6 separate regions of the Mus musculus genome follow, and all the other regions are linked to region 1. The links are chromatin contacts, called in public HiCAR-type and promoter capture Hi-C maps. All regions are on one chromosome and are shown on one strand. The core of a region is the stretch at or near the end of the contact, and the rest is flanking DNA. Distances in the headings are between cores, read along the strand shown. Region 1 holds the start of Ogdh (oxoglutarate (alpha-ketoglutarate) dehydrogenase (lipoamide)). Region 2 holds the start of Gal3st1 (galactose-3-O-sulfotransferase 1). Region 3 holds the start of Slc35e4 (solute carrier family 35, member E4). Region 4 holds the start of Sec14l2 (SEC14-like lipid binding 2). Region 5 holds the start of Limk2 (LIM motif-containing protein kinase 2). Region 6 holds the start of Sf3a1 (splicing factor 3a, subunit 1).

Evidence for each region. Promoter capture Hi-C pulls out the DNA fragments that hold promoters and counts their contacts. HiCAR-type assays count read pairs that join an accessible place to other places.
Region 2: a contact with region 1 is called in a promoter capture Hi-C map of liver, with 8 times the contacts expected there. The contact joins the promoter of Gal3st1 here to the promoter of Ogdh in region 1. A contact is called at or near these places in 1 of 39 promoter capture datasets (liver) and 1 of 9 other capture datasets (adipose tissue).
Region 3: a contact with region 1 is called in a promoter capture Hi-C map of liver, with 6 times the contacts expected there. The contact joins the promoter of Slc35e4 here to the promoter of Ogdh in region 1. A contact is called at or near these places in 3 of 39 promoter capture datasets (embryonic stem cells and liver), 1 of 115 datasets of contacts at active chromatin or transcription factors (astrocytes) and 2 of 9 other capture datasets (adipose tissue and liver).
Region 4: a contact with region 1 is called in a HiCAR-type map of astrocytes, with 7 times the contacts expected there. The contact joins the promoter of Sec14l2 here to the promoter of Ogdh in region 1. A contact is called at or near these places in 2 of 39 promoter capture datasets (liver and pre-B cells), 1 of 115 datasets of contacts at active chromatin or transcription factors (astrocytes) and 1 of 9 other capture datasets (liver).
Region 5: a promoter capture Hi-C map of embryonic stem cells shows a contact between it and region 1, with 6 times the contacts expected there. The contact joins the promoter of Limk2 here to the promoter of Ogdh in region 1. A contact is called at or near these places in 3 of 39 promoter capture datasets (embryonic stem cells, hippocampal neurons and liver) and 1 of 115 datasets of contacts at active chromatin or transcription factors (astrocytes).
Region 6: a contact with region 1 is called in a promoter capture Hi-C map of hippocampal neurons, with 5 times the contacts expected there. The contact joins the promoter of Sf3a1 here to the promoter of Ogdh in region 1. A contact is called at or near these places in 2 of 39 promoter capture datasets (the C10 cell line and hippocampal neurons).

Annotation. Positions count from the first base shown.
Region 1 is chr11:6,290,155-6,292,854 of GRCm38.p6, reverse strand. It overlaps Ogdh (oxoglutarate (alpha-ketoglutarate) dehydrogenase (lipoamide)), which reads right to left and starts at 1,258. Exons shown (of 23, transcript NM_010956.4): 1 at 1,162-1,258. It overlaps Gm46270 (predicted gene, 46270), which reads left to right and starts at 592. Exons shown (of 1, transcript NR_168687.1): 1 at 592-2,700.
Region 2 is chr11:3,982,183-3,984,924 of GRCm38.p6, reverse strand. Gal3st1 (galactose-3-O-sulfotransferase 1) reads right to left here and starts at 1,289. Exons shown (of 4, transcript NM_016922.3): 1 at 1,085-1,289.
Region 3 is chr11:3,913,060-3,915,977 of GRCm38.p6, reverse strand. It overlaps Slc35e4 (solute carrier family 35, member E4), which reads left to right and starts at 1,314. Exons shown (of 2, transcript NM_153142.3): 1 at 1,314-2,918. The coding sequence starts at 2,791.
Region 4 is chr11:4,117,223-4,120,083 of GRCm38.p6, reverse strand. Sec14l2 (SEC14-like lipid binding 2) reads left to right here and starts at 1,355. Exons shown (of 12, transcript NM_144520.2): 1 at 1,355-1,459. The coding sequence starts at 1,406. Gm51934 (a long non-coding RNA gene) reads right to left here and starts at 1,735. Exons shown (of 3, transcript XR_003949841.1): 1 at 1,124-1,735.
Region 5 is chr11:3,407,699-3,410,616 of GRCm38.p6, reverse strand. Limk2 (LIM motif-containing protein kinase 2) reads left to right here and starts at 1,379. Exons shown (of 16, transcript NM_010718.4): 1 at 1,379-1,571. The coding sequence starts at 1,556. It overlaps Gm51879 (a long non-coding RNA gene), which reads right to left. Exons shown (of 2, transcript XR_003949624.1): 1 at 1,216-2,918; 2 at 1-870.
Region 6 is chr11:4,159,003-4,161,887 of GRCm38.p6, reverse strand. Sf3a1 (splicing factor 3a, subunit 1) reads right to left here and starts at 1,534. Exons shown (of 16, transcript NM_026175.5): 1 at 1,338-1,534; 2 at 721-842. The coding sequence starts at 1,400. Ccdc157 (coiled-coil domain containing 157) reads left to right here and starts at 1,595. Exons shown (of 12, transcript NM_001164620.1): 1 at 1,595-1,729.

The sequences.
Region 1 (2,700 bases), core at 9-2,508:
TAGGGCCTGTAAGGGCAATGAAATCCACAGAAAAGCTGGGGGAAATTTTTACTTCTATTTTTAGTTACACGCTTCTACTTAGGGTGATGAAGACCAGTTGCACATTCGCAATAGCTTCACTATATACAGATAACACTTACGGACGTAGAGACCTCCATCGAATACAGGTTGACCCCACTGACCCCACTTGGGCCTGTAGAGGTGTTCCTTGAGTGACCTTTTGACGTCAAGGATCTAAAACTCCACCCTCCAATGATGCTTAACGCCGCCATTTTCTGATCTTACAGTCAGGAAGTTGAGTTACGCATGCGCACAACACCTAGCCCGTCACTTCTCATTACCTTTAATCCCTTTTCCACACCTCACCCTGCTCCTTCACCGTGTAGATACTCAAATGCCCTACACTCCGCTCTCCTGTCTTTACATGGTATCCACGTGAGGATTCTTGCCGAACCTGTCACTTCAGAGACTGGCACACTGCTCGGTGGGCAAAAGAAACATGATCTGGTAACTCATGCGAGGGCACAGTAGCAGGCTTCCCAGTCACTCTGGGTATAACTCACATCTGTCACACACTCTCGCGAGGAAAGCGGTGCGTGGATGGTGTTTCTAGGGAAACCAGTGTCACCTTGGCCGACAGCCTGGTTTACCTCATACCGGCAGGTGGGGCTGCCGCAGGCACCAAGGTCAGCGCCGTGTCCGGGCACGGCGAACACAAGGACGGCGGCCTGCTGGGGTCAGCGCACGCAGGACAAAAGAACGCGCGCGGGCCAGAGGGAGCGACCGGTCCACGTGACACGCCGCGACCTTGGGGCTCTCCCGGGCCGCCAGGCCACCTACTCCCTAGCCCGCCACCTTCGCGGCTCCGCCGCCAGAGCCAATAGCGCTCGGCCCCCCGACCCCCGGCGCAAGTCCGCGTCCGCCAATCTCCGCCCGCCTGGAGGACCCTGCCACGCCATTGGCTATAACGTCTGTCCGTCAGGTCTCGTCCCCCGCCCACCATCGCCGCCCTCCGCCAGCCCGGCTCTGTCCGGCTTCACGCCCGTCACTCAGGCACTCCGGAAGCAAGGACGCATAGGCCTCACCCTCGGCCGCGAGCTCCGGGTGTCAAGCGCCGAGCCTCCCAGCCCTGGACGGAGCCCGTCTGCCGCACAAGGTTACCTGTCTCCCGTTCAGCTCCACCCGAGTGAAGCGCCGACACCACTCCGGGCTCCAAACTCTCAGCCCCGCCCCGGCGTGTGGCGTCAACGCGTAGCCCGGCCCCAGAGGAGCGGCCTGCAAGACAGGCTGTGGGCGTGACGTGACGTCACAGAATTGGGTTTCAGTCGCTCGCTCGGGCTTCGCGCCAATGCAGAACTTTGCATCTGGCCAAAGCCAGCCTGTTGCTCACTGTCTTTCGGCTGTCATTAGCAGTTACACGGGAGACGCTTCCGAAGCTTGTTAAGAACCTGGTACATTCAGGGCGTGGGATGCCGTCTGATAATTGAAGCGTTTGGCGGGCCGAAGCAGGAGCGCTGCGACTTTGAGGCCCACGGGCTTTGTATCCAAAACAAGCTGCCCTAAATAATAGTTGGGTTGGTAAAATGTATCCCTGCACAAAATAATTTGAATAACATGAGTGACTATTTTGAACACTTGTTTTGCAGCAGTCCTTATGAAGATTAGTTAGCGAGGTCTAATGTGACTTGGTTGTCATGCGACTTGGGTGTTCCTGCTAGTATTCTGACAGGAAGCTGTGCTGGGGTCCCCCTGGATCTTCCTGGCTCCAGAGCCTGCTCTAAACAGACAAAATCCACTAGTTAACCTGTTACACTTCACTAATATGAAATGTTCCCCGTGTCAAAATGTTAAGCCAGAGCCTGGCTGTGTGAGTGCACACCTTAAAGCAGAGCACTCAGAAGCAGAGGCAGGCTCATCTCTGAGTTTGAGGTCAGCCTGGTCTACAGAGAGAGTTTCAGGGCCACATAGAGAAACCCTGTCTTGGGAAACAAAATAAAAAACTAACAAAAATATTCAGCCAGATTTTGCAGCACACACCTGCAATTTCAGAACAGAGAAAAACTGACCAATTGGGAGGTCAAGATGGGCTACATAGAGTTCTTGTGGGCAGCCTGGGCTACACAGTTGGATCAGGTCTCAAAAAGGAGAGTGGTTCATTTCATACTCATGTCTTTTGTTGTTGTTGTTTGAGACAATGGCATGTAGCTGAGGCTGGATTCAATTTCATAATGTAGGCTGACCTTGCTCTGTTTCTTTTACCTGCATATACCAGGTGCTAGGACTATAGCTATAAGTCCCATGCCCAGCTTCATGCTCATGGCCTTTAACTCTCCGCTTGTTTCTCTTTTTTAGCAGAGTAGTTTTTGATGGACAGCAATACAGACTGTCAGTTTATCCTTGCTATGTATGGCAAATGGCACCAGTGCTGGATGAGCTGGCTGGAGAGTCCTTTTGCTCTACTGAAATAGAAGTCACAAGTAGTCACAAGTATGCCAGAAGCTCTTCAAGCTTTGGTAGCAGTGATAGGCCACAGTACAAGGGCAGAAGCATCAGCAATGGTACACGTGAGTTGTCCTCCCATGGACCTGGGGTATATCGTCCTAAGAAGCCTAAGGGCTAAGAAGCCAAGATTCCTCAGCCCACAGTTAGAACTTGCTATTGCAGCTTAAATGTGGCCTAGGTACTCAAATCCCTCTATCC
Region 2 (2,742 bases), core at 40-2,539, 2.3 Mb after region 1:
TATGAGAACTCAGCACAGAACCCAGGAAGCAAAAGAGATGCCCAGGAAGGCATCTTTCCTCCAGTTTGGGCAAGAGGACTTCTGGGTAGGGCTGGGATCCTGAGACAGGGACCAAAAAACAAAACAAAACAAAACAAAACAAAACAAACAAAAACGCACACTGTGGTTTGCAGTGAACTCAGCCATTTCCCAACGGTGTGACCTTCAGCAAGTCACTGACTCCTTGAGCCTCAGTATCTTCCCTCTAGATAAGTAGCAAGGAAGCCTGAAGGCACAGTGCAGATCAGCTCACCCCCTCCAGAGAGGAAGAGATTGAGTTCTGATCGGCTCTCCCTCCACACCCCTTTCCTCCTGAAGATTTCCAGGGCATCCTCACCCTCAGCCCAGTAACCTCTGGTGTCAGGTGTCAGTCCCTGCAGCCAGATGTGTGCCTGTCATCACAACCAGCTCAGGAAGGGGCGGGGCGGGGGGGGGTTAAAAAGAGAAGGCTCATGTTGGCCTCTCACTAAGGGAACAGACCAACCTGAGACCCCCTTATGGAGCACTGGTCCATGGCTCCGGAACCGTGTAGTTGTTGCATATAGGATCTTTCCTGTCCTAACTAGACAAGTCTGTCCTTGTCTCCTGGACTCACCTCCTTAGGGGCACACATATGAGAGGCCTTCCCCAAGCACAAGAGTCTGTCATTGCCCAAGGCCCCCCTCTCCCCGGTTTGTACTGTGACAGCCGCCTCTTCTGGGAACGCAGGTAAGGAGCGGGGAGATTCCTGCCTCCTTCTCCACTAGGGCCCAGGCCACAATGTCCAAGAGGATTAATTATTAACGAACTCACAGCACAACAGCTAACCTTCTGGAGCCCCACCCACCCCATTTTTAGGGACTCCGGGGGTCAGGGGAGGAGGGGCACCCAGAGCAGGGCAAGCAATCAGCCAGAGCCTGCAGGATACAGTGTTGGTGAAGCAGCTCTGCAGCATTTCTATATCCCTTGCTGGGCAAACACGATCCATCGATCCAGTAGGCAAGATGTTCAGGAAGTAGGCTGAGGCAGGGCACAGCCAGCGTGAGTACAAGACCTCCCGACATACCTTTGCCCTGTTCTCCTTGGGCTCCGGGTGGCAGGGGTCGGCCCCGGCCCCCGCCGCCGCCGTGGCGCTCACTGGGCGGCGGGGCGCACTCGCCGGGACCCGGCGCGCTGGCAGGCCTGGTCCATGCCCCCGCCCCGCCGCCGCAGCGGCTGCCGCACCCCGCTCTCAACACTCGCCAGGTGAGGCCAGCAGCCTGGCCCGGCCCCTGACGCCAGAGCCAATGGGCGCCACGGCCCCCTCCCCCCCCCCACCCCCTTCCCGTCCTCTCCCCTGCGCCGCCTGCCCAAGAGGCACAGAAGCTGTATTCAGCTCCCTGGGGCGCAATATTGCGCCCCCGCCTCCGGCCTAACAAGGACTATTTGTCTCCGATGGGCCAAGGGGTCCATTGTCCTACTGCCAGCCCAGAAGGGAATAGAGGGTGCCTGGGGCTTGGTGGTAGTGTTGGGGAAGGGAGCCTGGGCTCTGGAGAAAGGGGGCAGGACTAGTTGCCAGCCTTTTATGGACAGCACTGGAGCTCCTCAGAATCCAGTGGAACATAGGTCTTCCTAGCTCCCTCTGATGAGCCAGGAACACATTTGTGGTATCCAAGAAAAACAGGTGAAGAAGCGCCAGGATCCCTGGGCCGAGTCACTTACATGGTTCAGCTAACTTTCCTCTTGAGGATACCTCCTCTAGAGGTCTGGGCAAGTAAGTAGGGGCCTGTTTGAGTTCAGACTGTCCTTCATCCTAAAGGAAAACCAAGGATGGGAACTAATTTGGAATTAACCCCAGCTGTGGGCACTGCAGAACCAGCTGGCCATCGGGTGGCACATGGGCCACGTCAGAGTCCCACTACCCCCGACATTTCTAGGCAACCGTGGAATGGGGAAAATTCCACATCAGCCTGGCTGCCAGGCATTCTTCCATATCTAATGGGCTTGCTGCTCTTTGTCCTTGTGGGCCCTGAGTCACCTCCCAGGCTATAGGTTATGACTTTGAAACTCCTAACCCTTTGTTCCTGCCTCTTGAAACTGCCATGCCAGAACATGGCATCAGATAGAGCCCCCTCCCCCCATCCCACATATACAGTGAAGCCACCAGTTTGGGGGACCTTGGGGTCCACAAGCCAAAGCCTGCAAAACTCTTGCCTTCCTCTTCAGTTGAGGTGCAGCCATGGCAGCACAAAGTCCACATATGGGGCCAATACAAAACAGGTCTGTCAGGCTATCAGGTCCTTAGATTCAGGGAGGGCAAAGTCCAGCCTACCCTGTTTAGGGTATCACCGCCTCTGGGGAATGGCTATGGGAAAGATGTCCTGGGAAGGACTGAATGATCAGAACCCTGACCCTGTCATGATACATGGACAGTTCCAGGTAAGGACCATCATCAGAGGTACCTGGAGTGAGGGGACAGGTCCACAAAGGTCACAAGCTGAGATACCAGCAGTGACCTCACTTGGATGGAAAACTAGGCTATTGCTGCCCTTAGACCTCACGCTCACCTTCCACCTGTACTGGCTTGTTTTGGGTCAACACAAGCTAGTCATCAAAGGAGCCTCTCAGTCGAGGAAACACCTCCATGAGATCCAGCTCTAAGCTGTTCGTGGTGGTGCACACCTTCAATCCCAGCACTCGGGAGGCAGAGGCAGATGGATTTCTGAGTTCGAGGACAGCCAGGGC
Region 3 (2,918 bases), core at 65-2,564, 2.4 Mb after region 1:
GTGATATCCTCCTTGAATCCGGGCCTCCTGGCTCTGGATCCACAGTAAAATACAGTCTGATGTTGAGACAGGTTAAAATGGGTTTCTGAGGCTAGAGAGATGCTCAGTGGTTAAAAGCATTTACTGGGCTGGAGAGATGGCTCAGCAGTTAAGAGCACTGACTGCTCTTGAGTTCAATTCCCAGTAACCACATGGTGGCTCACAACCATCTGTAATGGGATCCGATGTCTTCTTCTGATGTTTCTGAAGATAGCTACAGTGGTGTATGCATATACATAAAATAAGTCTTTTTTTTTTTTTTAAAGCACTTACTGCCCTTGCAGAGGACCTAAATTTGGTCTTTAGCACCCACATAGTAGTTCACAGCCACTAGTAACTTCAGATGCAGGAGATCTGATGCCCTTTTGGCTCTGCAGGCACCGGCCATGCACATGGTGCGCACACTCACATGCAGGCAAATCACTCATCCATATAAAATATCTAACAAAAAAATTGTTCAAGGAGCTGGAGAGATGGCTCAGCAGTAGGAGAACTGGCTGCTCTTCCACAAAATCCAGGTTAATTCCCAGCACTCACATGGCAGCTCACAACTGTCTGTAACTCCAGTTTCAGGGGATCTGATGCCCTCACAGACATCCATGCATAGTTACAGATAGACAGACAGGCTAAACACCAATGCACATAAATCTTTTTAAAATGGGCACAGAAGTGGGCAGAGGCACCTGCTTGTAATCTCAGCATTCCCATACAGACATTCACACCACTAATAATAAACAAAAAATTTAAATAGGAAGAAATGCTTTTTAATTCAAAGAAGCTTAGTGGATAATGGATTAAAAATCCCAGAGGAATATAGTTCACTGAAAGCCCAGATTCCTCTTCTTAAAAAATGTGTGTGTGTGTGTGTGTGTGTGTGTGTGTGTGTGTGTTGGAGGGGGGAGGGGAGAGGCTCATTCAGTTTCCCTCCCATAACTCTTCTTGGAAAAACTATCTAAATGCCCCAGATTTTGATCCTTTCCCTGGAAGTCTCCTACCTACACTCTCTGCCCTTCAACTTGGGTTACTCAGCAGAGATCTACGGGTTCCCGCGGGTATCAGACTCATCGGAGGCAAGTGTGACAGTGTAGATTCCTGGTTCATCTGGGACAGAGATCTGATTTAGGTCTCAGGTGGGACTGGCTTATTTTCACCTGAATTTCTTTGGGAAGGGATTAGGAACGCTTGCAACAGTGCGGAGTCACGACCACCAGAGGGCGCTGCGGGCCGGGCTACACAGTTGCGCTTTGCGATCTTGTTTCTCTAGGCAGGTTGTCATCCAGGACTTGTTTGACAACAGAGCCGGGTGAGGCCTGTGCAGGTGAGCGGGAGCTTCCCCAGAAATCCAATTACCGGAAAGAGTCCAGGATGGACCTTGATTCTTGCTCACGCGTTGGGCTGGGAACAGGTCCCTGGGTTTCAGCTGCTTACCCTAACCTGAATTCAGGTGGGAAACCCGGGAACCATCCAGGATTCTGCTCCGTGGGCCTCATGAAACCCAGCTGTGAGTCACCTCGGAATGCCTAGGGAGCAGCACATAAAGTCGGCTAGCTCGGGATGGATGCCGGCCCGCTGTACCCTGCTTCCCGGAGCTGTGGTTAGCTTTGGTGATTCATTTCCCCTTCTGCTGCCCCAGAGGGGGCGCCGCCCTGGTTTGAGAGGGGGAGAAAAGATCTGGAGTGGAATGGAGGGGGAACAAGATGAGGCAGCCTTAAGGGACCACGTGGTCTAGCTCCGTTGAATTCCAAGATCTCAAGGAGACCTTTGTGGTCTGGGATCAGGTGATGTGGTATGTCTCACTTCAACGCCCTGCTTCTCGACGATGGCAGACAGCTTGGGGACGGCTCTGCAGAGTGCCCAGGGTTTCCAGCACTGGATACTGGTCTTTTTAAGGAAGGCTCTACTTGGCGCTGGAGACAATCCGGATTCCGGTTGGTGGCTGGTACAACCCACACTCTCCACTAAGGGATTCGCGGCCGCAGCTGCGCAAGCCAAGTCGGGAGGCGCAAAGGCTGTGGGAGGGGCTAGACGTCCGCCGGGCTCCGGGGCTGGTACTCGTGGGCGGGGCCCGGGCTGAGCCCAACTTTCCGGGTGGAGCGCAGCTTCGGTAGCGGCGGAGAGGGCAGGGCCGGGAAGCGCTGAGCCGCGCGGGACTCGGGAGGGACTAGAGCCCGGCGCCCGAAGCTGCCAGATCCACCGCGGGAGCCGAGCGGCAGCCAGAACAGCCAGAGCATCCTGAGAGGCTGCAGCCAGTCCGAGCTCGCGATTCCGCGTCCGCCGGCCTATCGGCGTCTATTCCCGGTCCAGTAAAAGGCTAAAGGGGGCTGGGGGAGGGGAGCGACGGCTGCAACCTCCGTTCCCACGCTCGGAATATTATCGACCCTGCCAGACCTGGTCCGGGCCTGAGCACCAAACACGCAGGCGGTCGGGGTCAGTCAGTGACCTCATCCTGACAGTCTGGGGACCAAAGATGGAAAAAGACAAACGGATTCGGTGTGAAAGCATCGCGTGAGCTTAGGGCGCGGAGAAGAGAGAAGGCCTCCCCTGGTGCGGGAGGTGCCCAGGGCTTACGAGGCCTGGGTGGACACCAGCCAGTCCGGCATCTTAGCAGCCACGACCTTCTTCCCTGACCAGAATTATCGGCTGGCTCAGAGTCTAGCACCTGAAGTGTTGCCCTCTCCTGTCCGAGGAATCAGGACCAGGCTCAGCGACTCCCTGGAAAGCCTGCCTCCTGCCCCAGCCCCACTGGTGCGGATGTGCCGCTGCCCACTGGAGCACCATGAAGGCATGATGACCTCAGCCGAAGCAGTTGCTGTGGCTGGAAGTGCCCAGGAGCATGGCCGCCCCAAGTGGCCTCCGGACAAACCCCAGGTCCTTGGGCA
Region 4 (2,861 bases), core at 106-2,605, 2.2 Mb after region 1:
CCTGCTTGGCATACAGTAGGAAGACAAAATGGCCCTGGCCCTGTGACCAGGTATCACCATGGAAGTAAGATCAAAGTGGCGAGGGCTCTAGCAGGAGAAGGCTATGAACTCTATTGTGTGAGCCAGAAGTAGTAACTGGGGGGCGGGAGGCAGTCTGATGGTATAGGCTGGACAAGAGGCTGCTAGGCTACAGCTGTCAGAGTCCACCCACTCACTAGTCAAACTTGTCACTAGCGGGGAGTCCGCAGGCTCTTGGCCAGAGCTGGGAAGCAGATAAGCACAGCAGGGCTGCTGTGGGCTCTGGCTTCCAGTGTGGTTTCCTCTCTGTCTAGCCTACGGCCAAGATCTGGCTAGGCAGCCAGCAATGGACAGCAAGGAGGTGGCCACAAGAAGTCAAACCTGAGAATTGTGTACATTAACTTCCATTAGCCTCCTGCCCATGATCACCCTCGGTTAGAGAAGAAGCAACAGTGCAGTGAGGCAAAGGACCCCGTAGACACCCGTGGGACACGGGCCCTCAAACCTGAGCCTCCTCACTTCCACAGAGGAAGCAGAGCATGCCAACTGAGATGTGAGAGCTTCAGGTGTGGCTCCCAGAGAGCAGGGAAGATCAGACGCAGAGACCTGGGTCTTAGTGGGGAGGCTGGTCTTCCTTTCTCTTCAGCTAGATGCCATGGTCTTTACCATGCCTGCTCTGCAGGTAGAGGGAAAAGGCTGTCCACTCCATTTGGTTTATTTGTTTGTATTCTGGGCTTGCCTCAAGCCCAATAAATAAGCTAAGGGTGATCAGAACTTCTGCTTCTCCAATGCTGGGATCTCAGGTATGTGTTGGAATGTGCCACTATGACCATGCAGTGCTGGGAATCCGACTTAAGGTCGTGCGCGTAACTCAGTGGCAAGCCTTCTGCCACTGAGTTACATCGGCAACCCTGGGGGTCAACTCTCACTCCCAAGCAGAGCTGGTAGTAGTGACCATAAGCAGATGGCAGAGTGAACACCACAGTTCCTACAGGCAGAAAGACGCTTAAGGGGCATCCCTTTTCAGTGGGCACCAGAGAGCTGTCAACATTTTGGGGTAAGGAAAGCTATGAGAGCAGCCCGGTCCAGCCTTGTGGAGTCGCACCTTAGAAGACGTCGTTTGCTAGAGCTTTCCAGCTTCCTCTTGGTTAGGATGAGGATCCAGACCCAAGTAGCTCCTCAGGTGTATGAGCAAGCATTCTGGCTCCAATCCAGGGCCTCTGCGCGTCTCGCCCCGCCCCTCGGGCTCCTTTAAGAGGCGGGTCTTGGCCGCCAGCCCCGGGGCCTCGGCCAAAGACTGGGACTTTACTCCAGCGGCTGCGGCGGCGGCAAACGAGTCGGAGCTCCATCAGCTGCCGCAGGCACCGCGCCCCAAGGCTGAGCCACGATGAGCGGCAGAGTCGGTGACCTGAGCCCCAAACAGGAGGAGGCACTGGCCAAGGTGAGCTTGCTCTTGGTCTGTCTGTGGCCCTCGCTCCTGGCTGAAAAGCGGCTGTAAGGGACTGTCCTCGCGGGCGGGCGACTGATCGCCCCCGCTTGGCTAGTGCCCAGCGGACCGCTTCTCCTTCAGGGTGAGGACCTCGGGAAGTTTGGTCATCGCGATCTTCAGCATGAGCAGCCCCAGAGGTGCCCCCTTGGGAAGAAGTGGTTGCTTGGAAGCCTTGGGAGGCAGCTGAGGGCACAAAGGCAACATTCATCCTCCGGGCTGGCAGGGACTGGTAGCAGGGCCGTGGGACAGGGGCAGGGCCCCAGGTTTCCTCCCATTTCCGGGAGGTTTTTCTCTTTTGGGGCAGTGGCATATGGAAGGGTCCCTGACAGTTCCTTGGCAAACTCCCCCTAGCTCTTTCAAGGCACTAAGTCACTGTGCGACCTTGGGCCAAACCCTGTCCTGTGTGCTGTGCTCTTCGATGAAATTAGAGGAGTTGTCTGTCGGGCACCTCTTGTGTGTGAAGTCTAAGATGTCCGGGATTCACTAGGTTGGAATCCTTTCGGAGAGAAGAGCTCTCCCCACCCTGGCAACCCAGACCCTTGCCTGAACTTAGTGATGCCACTCAAAAGGAAAGGACCTGACCAGGCTTTGCCTTGGCACCTGGGCAGACAGGGACTTATCTACTCCATTCAAGTTCGGGAGCTGGCACTTCTGGCCAAAAGACTTTATCTCCTCAGTTGCACGGGATCAGAATTGATGGGGTCCAGCCCCAGTGTTCCCAGTTGTGCAGTTTCTTATTTATTCCAGAGTGTGGCAGCAGATGTGGCTGCTGTGTGTGACTTTTTTCCCATGCCAGGTTTGCTGCTGACGTGCAGGCTAAGTCTGTTGGGCATAGGTTTGGTGGGGATTAAGCCAGGGGCTAGGTGAGGTCCTTGGTGAAGGGTGGCCTTCTGCTTGTTGTTTAGATGACCATTGTCCTAACTCTGGGAGCTGCTTTTGGGGGATGGGAGGGTCTGATTAGACCTAGCTGACCTAAGGCAAAGGGCAGAGGTGGCCAGTCCTCATTGGTCCTCTCTGGAGGTGTCCTACAGGTCAGTAACCAGATAAAGGTCTCTGCTGTTGTAGGAGGCTTGGGGCTGCCTGTTTACTACTGGGTAGTGAGAGATCAGGGATAGGGGTGGCTATCCTGGGTCACTGTCCACCTCCCTTGGTGGCTTTCCTAGTATGTTTCCCTTTTGTGGCCACCTGCAGGAGCTGTCTGCTCCATCATGGTTGTCCACCCCCCTCCCTTGGCTTCTTTTGTAGTCTTTCAAACTAGCTCCACTATCATTTTTGAACAAAGTCATTTGAGACTACCAGCTTCCTTTCCTTTGTTCCCCATTCCTTTACCAAGGCGGCAGGAAGGCTGCAGAGG
Region 5 (2,918 bases), core at 130-2,629, 2.9 Mb after region 1:
CTAGTGTTCCCTACGCATCAGATATCTCCTCAGAGGGAAGCCAGCAGCTCAAGTGAGTTCCCAGGAAGGAAGTCAGGTACAGCCCCCTCCCTAGCACTTGTGCACCCTAGGTCATATGAAGGCGCCACGGAAGAAACATCTAACTAGCAGCCACTTTTGTTAACAAAAGGCCATGCAGGAAGACAGAGAATTGTGCTGTTTTGTTTACCTAAGTAGTAGAGCCAGAGGCAGCTGATGGGAGAGTTGGAGGCAGGATTGGTTTCCTTGGGCTCCATTCCTACCCATTTCCTGATCCTCTGGACTCTTTTCCCATGTACATAAATCTGATGGAGGGAAGTAACAATTGTCTAAAACCGAGTGTCATAGTTAGGGTTCTAATGCTGGGAAGAGACACTATGACCACAGCAACTCTTACAAAGGACAACATTTATTTGGGGCTGGCTTACAGGTTCAGAAGTTTAGTTCACTATCATCCCGGCCAGAAGCATGGCAGAATACAGGTAGACATGGCGATGGAGAAGGAGCTGAGAGTGCTGCGTCTTTTTTTTTTTTTTTTTTTTTTTTTAGACGGTTTCTCTGTATAGCCCCGGCTGTCCTGGAACTCACTCTGTAGTCCAGGCTGGCCTCGAACTCAGAAATCCACCTCCCTCTGCCTCCCAAGTGCTGGGATTAAAGGCGTGTGCCACCACTGTCCGGTTCTTTCTTGATTTTAGTCACAGAATAAGATAACTATGTTAGAACATCTAGATTTTGGTTTTTTTTTTTAAATAAACAATCTAGAGATGATTTAAAACAAGAATATCTCAGCACTCAAGAAGCTGAGGCAAGAGGCTGGCAAGTTCAATATCAGTCTGGCTGCATTTCAAGACCCTGTGGCAAAACAAAAGAAAAAATAAAGCATATGAAGATTGTGCGTGGATTATAGACAAAGTTTACGCCATTTTCTATGAGACTTGACCAACCAGGGACTTTATATAAGGAGTGGGAGTCCTGGACCCAAAATTCCAGGAACCCAGGTATTTGGCCTCCATAATCTGCTCTAGGGAGCCTCATTTCCATATTGCCTTTGACACGCAAAAGTGGTTTCTCTTAGCTTCTTCGTGTTCACATTGCTGATTACAAACTGGGAGTCAAAAGACCTGTGATACCTACCCACGCTCTGCACCTGAAGAGCAGAGCCATTTTCAAGTAGTGTAGAAGGGCAACTGGACTAACCTGAGCGCCGAGGGTCCCCTGTGTTGCGACCTCCAGCCTAAACTGAATCACCCTGGTCAATCCGAACGCCTCTAGAGGTCGCCAGTCGCCAGCAGGCGCCAGAGATGCGGCAGAGTTCGCGCGGGAGGCGGGACGGGGCAGGGCGGGTCGTTAACCTAAGTGGGAGGGGCTCCGGGGCGGGTCCCCGTGCCAGGTGCGGTTTGGTCCTCCCAGGGCGCCGTAGGCGGTGCATCCTTCCGGCTGCAGGGGCAGAGACAGCCTCTTCTCTAGACCGCAGGCGGGCGCGGACCTGAGGCGCTGCTGCCGGGTGGTCCTTCCTGTGTTGTCCGCGCCCTGGACCATGGCGGCGCTGGCGGGTAAGAAGGGCCCATTCCGTCCAGCCCGCCGCTCGCGGGTTTCTGGCTGTCTGGTTTTTCTTGGGTCCGGAATCCTCAGCGAGAGCCTGGCAGGGTGGGGAGGATCGAACACAATGGTTCCCTCGGGACTTGAAGGTCTTGGGACTCTGGAAGTCCGAGCGCAGTCGTTCTAAGACTGAGGGCTCCTTGCGGCCGGCGCGTGGGGCGAATTCCCGCGAGGTGGATCCTCGGATCTGCAGACCGGGCAAGTCTCCTGGCTAAGGAAGCCGAGGCACCTGAGATTCTGAAATATGGGAAGTACAGGGTCTTCCAGAGTTCAGGACTTGAGATTCCGAGTTATCCTGGGTTCTAGGTTTTCTGTAGACCCAAAGTTCTCGAAGGTGTCTTTGGACTCTGGGATTGGGAGGAGTGGTTCCTAGAGATAGAGTATGAGTGTGGAGTTTATGATGTGGATAGGAAGACATCCGACCGTTCTTCCTGAGGCTCAAAGACCTCTGCCTCCTGTGGAGAACAGCTTCAAGTCTTCCTAGAGACTAGTTGAGTCCTCGCGTAGTCTCTGATGCCAGCAGATTAATAGCTCCGCACCTTGAGGGGAAGAGTTGAGTGAAGGAAATTTCAGAATTGGCTTAGCTGGGCCTGTAAATCCCTTCACGAATCATCTTGCAGCTTCCTGCCCCGCGGCATCATGAACTTTCTGCCGCCTTATTCCCAGCCACCGGTGTGAGTGGCTCAGTTTCTGGGTCTACCAGGGTCGACTTCCAAAAGTTTTCTAGAAAGGCCAAGGGAGAATTTTAGGGGTGGGGGAGGGACTGAATATGTGCCTCCACTTCCTGGCTTTGGGCCGGTGGACAGTCACTTCCTCCATCCTGAATTCAAGGACCGGGCCGCCAGTGGGTCACTTCCTCACTACGGGAACATGGAATTTCAGACCTTATTGGTGATAATATGCTCTGGAGAAGGAAAGCATGGAGCGGAAATTCGTCTGTCTCTTCCCTTAATTTTTTTTCCTGGCTGGTAGTGGTGATTGCACACCTGTAATCCCAGACTAGACAGAGCCAGGAGAATTGCTTGGTCTGTGTGTGGCGTACTAACTAGGTCAACCTGGACGACAGAATACGATCCTGTCTCTAAATAAATAATTTTTTTAAAATTGAGTTGGATGGGATGTGGTTCACTTGGTAGAAGGCTTGCACAAAGCAAGGGGTTTCATCCCCAGCACTGCCTATACCTGCTGCATGCCTGCAATCCCAGGTCGAAGGAGAGTCAGAATTCAAAGTCATTCCTCTGATATGTAGGGAATTTGAGGCCAGCCTGGGTTACATGAGAGATACGGTCTTTCTTTTTTTC
Region 6 (2,885 bases), core at 285-2,784, 2.1 Mb after region 1:
ACACTTCAAGGCCAAGAAGCTCTGCCATGTAAGAAGCAGCCTGGTTCAGGAAAAGCCAGAAATTCAGACTGACTGTGAAATCACCTCATTTCTAAGTGTGGTAATAGGATTTTTCTCTTTTAAGGATTCTAAGGACAAACTAAACATCTGCAGACTGGATAATGATGCTGGCTGCCAAAAGAATACTCTATAAGTGCCCTAAGCCAGGAGATGTGTTGACCGTTGGAAGTCAAGTGGCCCTTAGAAGATTCCATCCAAGGGTGCAGAAGTATGTGGGATGAGGAGGTTGAGGAATCCTGACCAATGTTCACCTTGCCTGGAAACTAGCTAACATGCTGAACAGCTTGCTCTGGATTCAGCTGAGGCTCTGGGAAAGTCGTCCTTTCACAATGAGAATAATCAACTCTTCTTTTTCTTTCTTCAGGTTAACACAGCATATGCACATCAGCAGCCACAAAGAAGCTACCAGGAATTTCCACAGACTTGTTTTGGAAGCAGAAACTCCTAGTGACTACACAGCTAGGCATGGCTTTCACTGCGATTACTGTTGTGGTATGTCAACCATACCAGTCCTATCTATCACCTACCTCATTGCTCTCCTGTGGTTTTGGAAGAAGTAAGGAGTCTAAGCCAGAGCCTCTAGAACTCCCCATGATGCCCCTGTGCTGCTTTAAAAGACCTTTATACTACAAGTTCCCTCTGTGCAGAAGCAGCTGTTACCTGGCCACAAAACTGGCAGTCTTGTCGACGATGTTCCTGACCTCCGGGGGAGGGTAAATAATGCCGACCACTGGCTTGGAAGGGGTGGGATCCTCCTTTGACGATGCTTCTTCTTCAATTGGCTGTGAAAACAGAGAAAAGGTAGTAAGGGCTTCAAGTCCCCGGCTCGGATTAGGCTATCATAAACGCTCCATGATACTGACAGGAACGTCTGTCCTGTAGACTGCAGACTCTCTTGGGTTAGCATCCGAGGACGCAGTTAAAAACAAAACAGGGCAAGTTTCCTTAGCCATACTGTATTTACGCAGCCATTCCTAATCTAGGGGAAAGAATGATTTGCTTAGCTCTCCTCTTTTTGAATGGAGGCTTCGTGGTTCACATAAGACCCCAGAGGAAGCCGGGGGTGCAGGTCCGCATGCTGGTTTTGAAAAGTCCGGTTCTAGGGATATCTTTTTCGAGACCAGAAGGCAACTCAGCGCGCTGACTCCTGGGACTTGCAGTCCCTCCATGTCCTTCGGGGTGGCCTGAGCTTCCAGCAGCAGTGCCACAGCGCCCGCGCGGAGGGGAGGAACGAGGCCTCCAGCAGGCCTGCAGGCAGGGAGCGCGGGGCACGATACCTGTTTGGACTCAGTGGCTACTGGCGGCGGCGGGGGTACCGCCTGCACGGGTCCGGCCTGCATGACTGCGACGCTCAGGGCTGCCAGTCCACCTCGGTGGCGACAACCGGTGCGACGACAAGATTAAAGATCACCACACGAAGTATCCAACTCAATGACAAGATGGCGGCGACCCAGAGAGAGAAGCCGCGGGAGCACTTCCGGTCCCGCCCTCTCGCCGTTTCGCACTTCCAGCCCCGCCCCGCCTGCTCCGTGGCGCGGTACGCCGTTGCCAAGGCAGCGGCCTGGGCTCCCAACTTAGAGTTGCGAGGCATTCTCGGAGCCTCAGACGCTCTGGAGGAAGTTCTGTGAGCCAGACAGACACAGAGCTGAGGCTGCGACGCCGGAGACAGGTAAGCCATTCCACATCCTCTGACTCTGAACTTCCCTCCTGACTCTGGCCGGTTCCTCGCCCCCTCAGCGCCCCACCCCTCGCCCCTGTTTCTTTCCTGTTTGGCCTGGCATTTTGAAGATGCCATAGAGTCCCACTTACTACACCTTTAGCCCCATTTTTTGGTTCAGCACCACCTCCTCTGCATCCCTCCTTACAGAGTCCAGGACATGGTGCTAACACCTTTAATTCCAGGAGACAAAAAACGAAGCAGATCTGAGTTCAAGGCCAGCCTGGGACAGAGCAAGTTCTAGATGAAGAAAAGCATAATTCAGGCGTAGTGGTACATATCTTTAATCCCAAGAGACAAAGCCATGCAGATCTCTGAGTTCAAAGTCAATTTCCTGAGCAAGTTTCAGGATAGCCAAGCTTAGGCAGTGAGGGAGTTGAAAAACAGAAAGCTGGTAAGATAATAAAGGGGATCAGGTTCCAGCCACAGGAAGCAGAATTTGGCTGTGTGGCTCTGGCTTTAGAGTCTAGAGTAGAAGGGATTGCTGGGACAGTTGATGCTGGTTAGCTGGAGCTAAGAAATTAGTGATTAAGACGAGACCAGCATCACTGAGGTGAAATCTTCTGGGAAGTGTTTTCTGAGAGCACAAAGAAGCTGTGTTCCAGAGATAGCCATGGTTGTTGCTGCAGCTGTACTTGGCAGTGTGTAAGAGTTACCCAGGCAGTATTAGTTTGAAGGCATGAAGGTGTCATGAAGAGCAGCTGAGGCTTGGCACCGTGAGAGGCCAGGGAAGGCCATTGGTGAAGGTGCAGTTACAGTTACAGTTGATGGCCCAGGACTGAAGGGGTCATGCAAAGGAGTTGAGGCTTGCCCCATGAAGAGAGCCTATGAGAGGCTCTTGGTGAAGCCTAGTTGCAGTGGTAGACCCCAGTGTATTGGAGATGCCAGTACGATAAGATGATAACCAGGAACAGCAGCAGCAGTTGGCTGGAGTCAAGCAGAGCCTAGAGTGCTTCAGAGGGCAGAGCTGGAGAAGTGATGCCAGCCCTTTAGAGGATCCCCAAAAGATCATGTGTGGATCCCAGACATTGGAATAAAAGTTAGATTAAGAAGCTGTAAAGTTGAAGTTGCCTTGGAGACCCCAAGATGTTAGAGATGCCAGAGTCAT